Regions from separate parts of the Rattus norvegicus genome. Here region 2 is linked to region 1. A link is a contact called in public Hi-C data. All regions are on one chromosome and are shown on one strand. Each heading gives the region's core, a stretch centred on a gene start, on an enhancer-like site or on the middle of the called end of the contact. The rest is flanking DNA. Distances are from core to core; before and after follow the strand shown.

Region 1 (5,241 bases), core at 1,353-3,852:
GCTCTTTTGGATGGAGCCAAAAATCTTTCCCTGTTGGTTCTTCTCTAGACTTGGAGACATGATGAAAAGTTCTCTGCTAGTACAGGTGTTCCGGTCAGAAAGTTTATAACGTTCTGTAGCTCTCTGTTCTCATCCTTTCATTGTATGGCCATCAGTAGCATAGGCTGTTTGCTTGTTGCTCCCAGAAGAGTTCCTTTGTGCAGACTGTTCTTCCAGAGGTCAACCACCTCCATTCACCTGTTAAGGAAACAATGTTTTGCATTTGAAGCCTGTTTTGGTCTAGTTTTCCTCTAGGGATCACAGAAATATTATCAATGGATCACTAGGGTTATCACAAAACCACATTCAAGTTTACATATCTGTCTTCTGGTGTATGATTTAACTGTGAGGGTGAGAAGGAGTTGGGTGGAAGGAAGTATTTGCATCAGGTAGTTTAAGATGATGGAAAATGCTTTGACTCGTAGAATTTTCATAGTGGGGAAGTTTGTTTCAAAGCCTGGCCTGGAGAAGCATTAAGGCATAGTTACCTTGCTTCTTTCTTTAGTTCGTTTGTTTACTTACTTATTTTTGCAGTGCTGAAGATCAAACCCAAGGCTTTTGGGCGTGATGGAGCAAGTGCTCCACCACTAGTCTATATCCCCGCCCTCATTGTGCTGTGATGTGACCGTATGCCTCATTTGTCTAGTTATTTAAGTAGATTGTTGGTGGTTTAGTAAAAGAAAGCCATGGTGGTGATTCAGCAGATAGGGAGGTGGAAAACAGGTTTGAGTAAGAAGCATAATAGGAATTAATTGGCTATATAATCAAGAGAAGAGAGGCTGTGTGGGCAACCAACCACACCATCCTTCCGGGACCCCTATGTATGTCATGAACGAGGCAAAGGCGCATTGGTGTGGAGACTGAGAAGACACTGATTTGAGCGGCTGAGTGATCAGTTACATCCTCCTAGTCAACTTAACTGAGGAAATTATGCAGGAAAAAAAATCAATGCTGATCAGATTTGGTGGAAATAGAACCTTCCAGAAAATATATCAGATATCACATAACGCAATAATGCATTCCATAAAATATATCATCTCCCTCCCGAGGATGTTCTCAAGGTAGTTTGGCAATATGTATTCCAAGGCAGATGTTAAAACTAGGGCTGAAGTGGCAAGATTCTGGAACTGTTGCTCTGGGAGAGCCCTTGGGTTATCTGATCCAAGTCCAAATCACTTTCTTCCCTTTAGCTGCTTGTTGGAAAACAGACTGGAAAGGTTAAATCAATTATTCCTGTATCTGCTCCTAATACGTAGATATTTCAGCTTATTCTGACCACTCTTGCAAAGTAACTTCCATCCTTTTTATCCCGTTGTATTGGAAGTCAGTTTGAAAAGTATCCAAACTAATAAAAGAGGGAAGTGACATAATCCACGATGACATTTTGGCAGTCATATTGATCTGGAAGCTGCAGCTACAGCGAGCTCATTTGTCATGTAAAGAGTCATTCCGGAAATGGCCATGGTGGATGAAAGTCAAGAGAACAAAACTGAGGACTTGGAGCCGACTGTGCAGGAATAGTGATAAAACCCGCCATTCTCTGAGAGCAAGCTTTAGGATCCTCAGACGTGAGCACCTGCATCCCCTAGGCTGAAGGCCCCTCAAGGCCACTTTCTCAAAAAAGGGTTAGAAACTGGTATCATAGCACGCCTCACGGTGCTGTAACAAAACACGCAAGGCAATCAGCTTTAAAAGAGCTAAAGATGGTGTAGCTCACAGTTTCAAGAGCTTTGAGACTGTGACAGAACAGAACAGCATGGCCAGGACTATGTGGCGGAGCCAAGCTGCTCAGACCATGGTGGAAGGGAAGGGGGAAAAGACAGGAAGTGCTAGGGTCCCCGTATCCCCTGCATAGGTGTGAGTGTGATGGTCTTACCTCTTAAAGTTTCCAACCCATTCCAGTGTCTCTGTCATCTGGGGACTAGATATTCAGCACTTGAGCCTTTGGGGGACAGTTAAGATCCAAACCCTTATGCCCAATTCCTGAAGTGGAGGGTTTCCACAACCATGACACAGACCATTGAATTTAATTTAGAAATGATTTTCTCCAGTCAGCGTCTGTGTCAGCCAAAAACACAAGGGCAAAATATGTGTACCTTTACTTAGCCACAACTTTAGTCCTCTAGTTGAATGCTGAGTATTTACAGGAAATTAACATTCTTATTCCCCTCCAGGTCTATTCAAAGTCTTACGGAGGAGTTTAACCTGGCATCTAACTTCCAAAGCTTCCAACAACTGTGGGTTGGACTTGTGGGACCCTAGAACCCTGGTGTCAACAGCTTCTTTCTTTGAATCTCCTGCTATCTTTTGTGTGTTTGCTTTTATTTGAAGGGGAAAGGCATGGGAGACTTTAGAATTTATGGAGAGTCTTTAAGATGAGAGTGTGCCTGGTATGTGTGGAAGGAAGGGAAACTTAGGCCTCAGAGCACAAACAAAACCAAGCAGGAAAATAGGAAGGAGCTCTTGGCGGTTTGCCAGCAGGGAGGTAGCCTCTGTGCTGTTTGTGACTCTGGGATCCAAAGGACAGTTCAGTTTTCTACCCTCTGCTGACTCAGTCCACCACTTGGCAAGGTTCTCAACATCTCCGTTCCCCATTTTTTTTTCCTTCCTCTTGGAAGTGACTCTCTTGCCTCCTCTGGAGGCCGAACTGATGTGGCTTTTGTGTTTGGAGAGAAGTTTCCTTTTCTGGTCTTCGTTTACTTCTGCCTGAAAACATTTCTGGTGCCTATTGTCAGTGCGTCTCCATAGCTCAGATCACTGTTAGCTAAAACTTGGGCTTTGCAGTGGGATTCGTGACCCCTACATGGGGATGTGTTGGGCAGAACATTGTGAGGTGGAGGGACAAAAGTTGATTTTTGGTCAGCCTGGGCAATCTCCCAGGCCTGTCTGAAGTCTCTGAAGAACCGTGGCTCGGGCTGATGCAAATCCCTTCCTGGAGGAGACGTTTGGATCTGAAGTGCTTGCTGCCTGTCTCAGAAATGCACTGGGGGGGGGGGGGGACCAGTTTGTCCCTTTGTTCTTCAATTTGCTATATGCAGAGAGCCTGGTCCCTGGGCTGTGCTCTGAATGAAGGAGAACATATTGCCAGATGAGAGCAGCTGTTTTCTGATTTAGGATCCTGGTAAGGATGAACAAGACCTATATATACAGGCTCCAAGTAGAGTCTAGTCATAGATCTTCACAAATGCCCAGCTCTTGTCAGCAAAATAAATGAAATGGCAAAATGACCCACAAAAGTCTGCGAATTTTAGATGTTCTACCCTCTATGCATTAATTTTTGCAATGTCGTTAAACATCAGGAAAAAAACCCGTTCAGTATCATTTATTTTTTAATTTATAAAACAACATACAGATGATGCGCGATCGCCAGTTACTGAATTAGACTCTGTTGAATCCAGCCCAACACGCAAACTCAGTGTTAAAAAGCAATCACATCACAGGCACTGTATGTCAGCTCTGTGGTGGGCCTTTCAAAACCCCCAAACGCTCTGTCCCTCATCCTCCAATCCTCACTGAAGGTGACAGGTAACTGTAGCTCACTGTGGTTAAGAACTGCTCTCCGTGCCTCATAGCTGGCAGGTCCAATCGGGTTTATATTATCTCTTGCTCTGGAACAGTATGGCCATAAACATAATATTCCCACAGTAAAAACTCAGTTTCTGGGTTGGGGATCCAGGTATGGCTTAGCTGGGTCCTTTGCAGCAGAGCCTTGCTAACCTGTCACCAAGCTTTGGCTAATGCTGCAACCCATCTGAGATTCAACTGTTGAGCCAGTAGCTTCCCGAGGCATTGGCCAGAACTGAATTCCTTGCAAGTGGGGAAGAGCAGAGATTCCCAGTTTCTTGCCAGCTTTTACCTGGAAGCAGCCCTTACTTAAATTTGCTGTGCGGGCCTTCCTAACACTGCGGGCAAGCAAGAGAGTGCCCATAAAAGACAGGCTGAGTCTTCCACGACGATGTGAGCATGCTCAGAGAATAGTTACATCGTTGATGTGTTCCGTTGGCTAAAAGCAAGTCATAGCTCCTAACGGTACTGAGGAGGACAGGTCCCAAAGACAGTAAACACTCAGTGAAGATCTTGGGGCATCTGCAACATGGCCACCTGCTATAACTCCAGTGGAAACTGGATCTCTATAAATCTAAGGGGAAGATGCTAACAATAGGCGGGAACAAAGAGAGATTCAGAAAGCTTCTTGGAAATTTCACCGGGTCTGGACCTCCTGTGACAAGAGACATGGACTAGAAGGAAGGATGGTATGGTGTTGTGGATGGAGCTTCAGTCGGGAGGGGTTGCCTTGGGAACAGCATCCACCCTGTGGCAGCTTAGTTTTGGAAAGTGAGCCTCCCCCACTCTACCCCAAATCCCGCTAGTCTTAGGGGACCAAGCTGAGAATTGAAATCCTCTCCAGCCTGTCCCATTTGGATGTGTTTGACCTTACAAAGAGGAGGGAGAGGGTATGTGCAGTTTCTTATTTCTGAAGTGCTGGCATAGGTTTTTAAGATGCTTCCTGTGGCCTCAAAATAGCTTGAGCAACAAGCCTCTCTGTGTGTTTTCTATACAGAAAGCGAAACTACCGACAGTGTGCCCAGCGATGAGGAGAACGCAGAGGTAAGCATGCTTTCGGTTGTCTCTTGCTTTAAAGCGTGGGTTTTAGTTTTGGGTGTGTGTGGTGGGGGGAGGGGCAGAGACAGAAAGAATGGGAGACGTGGAGACAAGACAGAAAGGTCCAAATCCTACAATTTACCTTAGCTTTTTATTCTGATCCTAACATGTAGTGCTGAGGAAGGGAAGTACAATGTGACCCTCAGAGAGAGATGGATATAACACGGCAGGAAGAGGAAATTGAAGTCAGGGCCAGGAAATGTTGATATTCTTACGGCTGTAAACATCCTGACTTGCCAACAGGAGTAAAGTGGCCTGCCCAGCCCAGAGCAGTGAACAGAAGTAAGCATCAGAAAGAGCTGAGCAAAATGATCTCCACACAGCTCAGCCCCTCCTCAGTGGTCCCACACAGAGGGTGTGTGCCCAGTCTCTGCTCCCCACCAACCTGCTTCCGGCTTCCCTCTGTAGGCCAGGCTCTCACAGCGGCAGGAAGTGGCTCTAATGGGGAGAGAAAGGGGGTTGGACCAGAAGCCGATGTTTGTTAGAATTCCTAATATTCCAAGTTTGGGAATTCTGAGACGAGCGTGGGCAACTGTGCTG
Region 2 (5,241 bases), core at 1,705-4,204, 110 kb before region 1:
AAATCAGGATCGTGAGAATGACTCTGATGTTCTGCAAGTAAAGGAAGACTGTTGGCTTGCAAGGGTGGGATGTAGGCATTTGCACTGGTAGCATGGGAAGCTAGATGATTGTCTGCCACCACATTAAACAGATGTCACGTGTCTTATAATCAATATGGCCTTTATTCTGTAAGCTCCGGATGGGTTCCTGAGGGGCAGAGAGTACAAGAGTTGGGCTTTAAGTGAAGTAAACTCCTGCTTACTTTGGCTTGCTGTGTGTCTATTGGTGTGGAGGAACCCAAGGAAGGGGACCATGGTTCTCAGGAATTGTGATGATGGGTCTCATCCAGAGACACTGGGGTGCTGCATGGACCCATAGGCCATGATTGATCGTGACTGGCTGTGTAATGATATGACTGGATGGATGGATTGATAGATGGTGTGGGAAGGAAGGTATAAAGAATAAAAGAACTGAGAATAAAAGAACCCAAACAGTCCAAGGAAACTGTTTGTTGTGATTTCAGGCCATAGATAAGTAGGCCATTGCTTCTTCTGAAACAGTTTGATCGGGCTGCACTTAGAGCAGGCAGGACTATTTCCGGATGGAGAATCTAGTGAAGACACAAACGGGAGACCAATCATCAGGGAAGCAATGAGTCAGGATGCTTCCTGTATTTGGCAATGGGGTTTCCAGGACTAGTCTCTGTGCATGGATACACCAAGATGCCCGCTAGAGATCTGTGGACATGGCCCTCTCTGGCTTCCCTGAGTTTTCACGTCTGAGGAAGCTCCTGTCATAGATACCAGGACGGAGACATTGGCTGGCCTCACCAGACCTCATTGTTTCTTTGGTTCCTTGGGCCTGCAAATAACGGATGCTGACCGGAGATAAGAGGTTCAGAAAGACAGCACGTTGATGGGGGCAGGAGGAGCTATGCATGCCTTTCCTCTCCCTGGTCTAGGGAAGAGAAGACAAAGGGTGGGTACAGATTTGAATAAACATAGATTAGCACATGCCCATAACTCCAGGACTCAAGAAGATGACCCTGTCTAAAAAAACAAACAAAAAGACACGAACAAGCAAAAATAAAACCAGCAGAATAGCAACAGCAAAGAAAACAACAACAACGGAGATGGCTCTATGGAGGGAGGGCACTTGCCAAGCAAGTATGGGGAGTTGAGTTCAAATCCCCAATACACTTGAAAAGCCAGATCTGATACGTGCCCACTTAATTCCAGTGCTGTGGCTAGCAGAGACATGAAGATTGCTGGAGAAGCTGGCCGCCAGCCTAGTTCTAGTTTCAAATCAATAATGTAGACAACAACCGAACAGGATACTCTAGTCTCTGTGAGTCCATGACTTACATACATGCACACAAGTACCACACTCACCAATACACACAAGAAGCCAGAAAAAAAAATGACCTATGGTTATTTGACTTAGGTGCCTGGAAGTAAAGACGGACAACTACCTTGCAGTTTGTGTATTCCTGTGGTAATTGATATATGAAATATAAAAGGAAGGATTGCACAGTGTTATTATGGGAGAAATAAAGGACACTGTGTGCAAGAGGGATCTATTTTGAGACCACAAGGCAGGGTCCTTAATCTCAGCCATATCCTTCCACAAGTGCATGGATACTTTCCTTTTCCCTATGTCTGTGGAATCCAGTAATTCTGTGACAAAGAGGAGGTAGACTTATTTTTCAGAGGTTTACACATACATAGTGACAGTCTCCTAGGATGGGGCTTTCTCTAGCGGCTAGAGAAGGCTGGTGGAGGGCTGAGGAAACTGTAAAGCAGGCAAGAAGCAGGTGTAACTATAAGGAAATACTTTTAAATCTAAGTGACAAGAGAGGAGGAGGTTCCAAGCGAGCTGGCCTAGTAGAGCCAATAGGCTTTGGCCGCTGCACCTGTCATAGGCCCTCTTCTTGCATTCTGTATTGTCTCCACCGCACAGCACTGAGGGCAGCAGTCAAGGGTGTCCAACTAATAACGTCGTCAAATTTGAACTCGGTAAGGAGTTAAGCATTAAGCCTTCGCTCCAGAACCAGCTCCAATCAAGACATTTTAAATTCAAGTAACTCACACCGTAGTCCATCTCATCTTGCAGAAACGGAATGTGTATGGCACGGGCATGAAGTAACTTTGGAGAGTGACTTACTAGGGAAAGGCCTTCCTAGCCATCCTAGACTTCCACACAGAGTGCCAGGTTAGTCCTTCAGCCCCCCTCACTCCCCCCTGTCCCCCAGTAGGAGATCCAATAAAGCAGGGGTGCAAGTAATGCCTTCTTTTCAGCTGACTTCGTTCCTTACATTCCTTTGCAGCAGGAGACTTTCCAAGATGAGTTTGTATATGCAGCCCGAGCACAGCGGTTCTGAACACTTAACCCACAGGTCGGGAAGGTTCCCCAGGCTTCCCAGGCTCTGTCTGGTCCGTCTCCACCTTCAGGTAGGATGCAGAATCAGGTATCTCCGTCCTTCCCTACGGCCACCTTGTGGTGGCCAGCTCGCTAGCCAGCGCCTGGCCGGCCACTTCTGGAGCCCACACTCCCAGCGTGGCCGCGGTGAAAAGCGCGCGCCCCTCGGCGCGCGAGCCCCACACTCACGTGCTGCCGCTTGTTGCTCCCCGCAGCCGCGACGTGGGGAAGTGAAAATGAAATTGACTTTTCCGAGAAATGATGAAAGCCGCGTAGGCCACCAATGAACAGCGGCGGCGAACTTCCGCACCTCCCGGCTGGTGGCTGGAGCCCTCCCTCTGCCTCCACCTCCGGGTTGCACAAGCTTGAAACAAACACTGGGGAGGAAGGGCGGGGAGGGAGGAGGGCGGAGGGGGAGCGAGGGAGGGAGCGGGGCCGGGAGAGGGCGGGGGTGGGGGGGATTTCCAGCCTCGGCTCCTCGCAGTTTCCTCTCCTTGTTTTGCTTTCGATCTGGACTGTTCTCAGGCAAGCCGGGGAGTAACTTTTAGTTTTGCTCCTGCGATTATTCAACTGACGGGCTTTCATTTCCATTTTACACACCCTAACAACACTTACACCTTGCGGGATTGTATTGGTAGCGTGAAAAAAAAAAGCACACTGAGAGGTAACATTTTTTTTTTCAAATAATACTTGTGGCTGTGCGTGTGTTTTCTCTCGAAAGCATGTTGATGGGGACAGGAGGAGCTATGCATGTATGTGCGTCCTGATGCTTTGACACGATGTTTTGCAGACGGAAAATGCCGGGGTTCATAAATATTAATACCAATTTTTGGAGGAAGAGTCGGCGCAGTTATGGATCATCTGATTTTAGGGGAAGCAGGGGTCTGCTGCTGGTGCTGCTGGTGCTGGGGCCGCTGAGGCTGCAAGGAGGAGGAGGAGGTAGAGAGGGAGGAGGAGGAGGAGGAGGGGGTTAGTGGAGGTTTAATTTCACTTTTGGATTTGCAGATGAGAAGAGGTGGCTCCATGGACGCAGATCTGCTCTGTGTGCTTCTGCGCTCCAGGTGTCGTGCGTTGTGGGTACAGGTCCGCTGGAGTCTGGCCTCATTTAAAATAAAATTGTGTGTGTGTGTGTGTGTGTGTGTGTGTGTGTGTGTGTGTGTGTGTGTGTGTGTGTGTGTGTGTGTGTTTACAGACACTGTCGCCACCAGGTTCGAGGAAGGGAACCGGGTTCTTCTCGGTGCCCGGCGGCCCTTCTTTCCTGGCGGTCTCTGGTATAAATACACTGGCACCCGCGGTCCCTAGTTGCCCGTGCCCGGGCAGTGACCACTGTAAACTTGAAGGCTGCCGTTAGGCGGTCCCAGGATGCGCTCGTCCGCGGAGCTTGGGGTCCGGTGACTGGCGTCGGGTGTCGGGTGCCAGCGGCCACTCGGGCCCGGCGGGCTCCGCGCGCGGCTGGGCGCGGGCCTGGCCGGTGCGCCCGGCTTCCTGGGGACTGGGCCGCTGCCACTCGCCAGGAACGTTGCGTCCTCCTCCCGGCCGGCCAGCGCCTGGCCTGGCCTCTGGGCTTTGTCACTGCACTTGTCCCAGCGCGTGAGGTGCCCAGGAGGCGCGTCCCAGGAGGGCTCCGCGCTGAGGGGTCACCCACTCCGGCGCGGCCTAGCTGCGAGCGCCTCCGGGTCCCCGCGGGCGCCCCGGGGCCGGCCTGGCGCGCTGGGCCCGGACCCGCCTTGGCTATGGAACGGGCGAAGTGTGGGGGCGGGGAGCCTCCGGGGACCGAGCGGCGCCCCACGGGCGGGCATTGGTGGGGGGAGGTTGGCGAGCGCTTGGGGGCTCCCGGACGCGGTGGGAATCCGAGTGCCCGCCCTGTGCCCTCCGACCCGCTCCGGGTGCCGGGTGACATTCGCCCGCCGGCCGAACATGGTTGGTGCAGAGCGGCAGCCACCACTTCCTCTCCGCCCCACCGGCCCGGCTCTCTGGGCGAGCGATGCGGGCCGCGGCCAATCGCGGTGTCCGGCCAGTCCCTGTCGCTCGGCCTTGGGGGCCGGCTCCCCTGAGCGGCCCGGGAAGCCTTCGCGAGAGCACAGGGCCCCGACTCCCGGGACGCTGTCCGCTGGGCCCCGAGTCTCGGACTGTTTGCCACTCTCGTCCCTGAAGAGCAGGGAAGGGAAGGAGGCTGGCAGCCTCAGCCGCGATCCAGTACTGTGCTCCGGCACCAGGTGAGACGCCCGGATCAGTCGGTGGAGGCGAGATCCTTGGTGGTCGGATGTAAATAAGACCCCCGGGATTGGCAGACGAGGTTGTCACTCGTTTGCGAGCTGGTTTGCAGGTCCTTAACCCCAGTGTGTTTGAAACTTGGGGGACATGTTTTTCTTCCCTCCTCCCTCCTGTGTGGGCACTCCTTGTCCTTCCTTGGTTGTTTCTGTGCAAGGGAGGCAAAGTGGTGCTGGGGTTAGCTTGCTGCCACTGGCCGCCTTGTGGCTGGGACTCGGGGCTGCTCTTGATGAATGGCTCTGGAGGATGTTGTGCATTTTCAGGAATTACAGGAGCTTGTCATCAAGCCTGAAGTCATTTATTAGTTTTGTTGGTTTGGTTTGCTTGTTTTTTGTTCCTCTTTTCTCCTCTTCTTCTCTCTTCTCTCTTCTCTCTTCTCTCTTCTCTCTTCTTCTTCTTCTTCTTCTTCTTCTTCTTCTTCTTCTTCTTCTTCTTCTTCTTCTTCTTCTTCTTCTTCTTCTTCTTCTTCTTCTTCTTCTTCTTCTTCTTCTTCTTCTTCTTCTTCCTTCTCCCTTCTTCTTCCTTCCCCCCCCACTCCCCGTCCTCCATCTACTTGACTGCAAGTAACATTT

What was found. A called contact is a pair of places that touch in the nucleus more often than the background predicts.
Region 2: a Hi-C map of liver shows a contact between it and region 1, with 2.7 times the contacts expected there. The contact joins the promoter of Irf2 here to the enhancer-like site in region 1. A contact is called at or near these places in 10 of 12 Hi-C or Micro-C datasets (the A7r5 cell line, Schwann cells, frontal cortex and 5 more) and 1 of 1 datasets of contacts at active chromatin or transcription factors (oligodendrocytes).

What each region holds. Positions count from the first base shown.
Region 1 is chr16:52,173,857-52,179,097 of GRCr8, reverse strand. It overlaps Irf2 (interferon regulatory factor 2), which reads left to right. Exons shown (of 9, transcript NM_001047086.1): 8 at 4,601-4,647. Among named protein-coding and RNA genes, the nearest start is that of Irf2, 110 kb to the left of the region's middle. Within about 2 kb of position 2,602, at least 38 of the 93 cell types and tissues checked have an H3K27ac peak or open chromatin away from gene starts, as enhancers often do. A contact at or near this core is called in the A7r5 cell line, Schwann cells and liver, where this site is marked.
Region 2 is chr16:52,280,299-52,285,539 of GRCr8, reverse strand. Irf2 (interferon regulatory factor 2) reads left to right here and starts at 2,954. Exons shown (of 9, transcript NM_001047086.1): 1 at 2,954-3,062. LOC120097385 (a long non-coding RNA gene) reads right to left here and starts at 1,846. Exons shown (of 3, transcript XR_005494732.2): 1 at 1-1,846.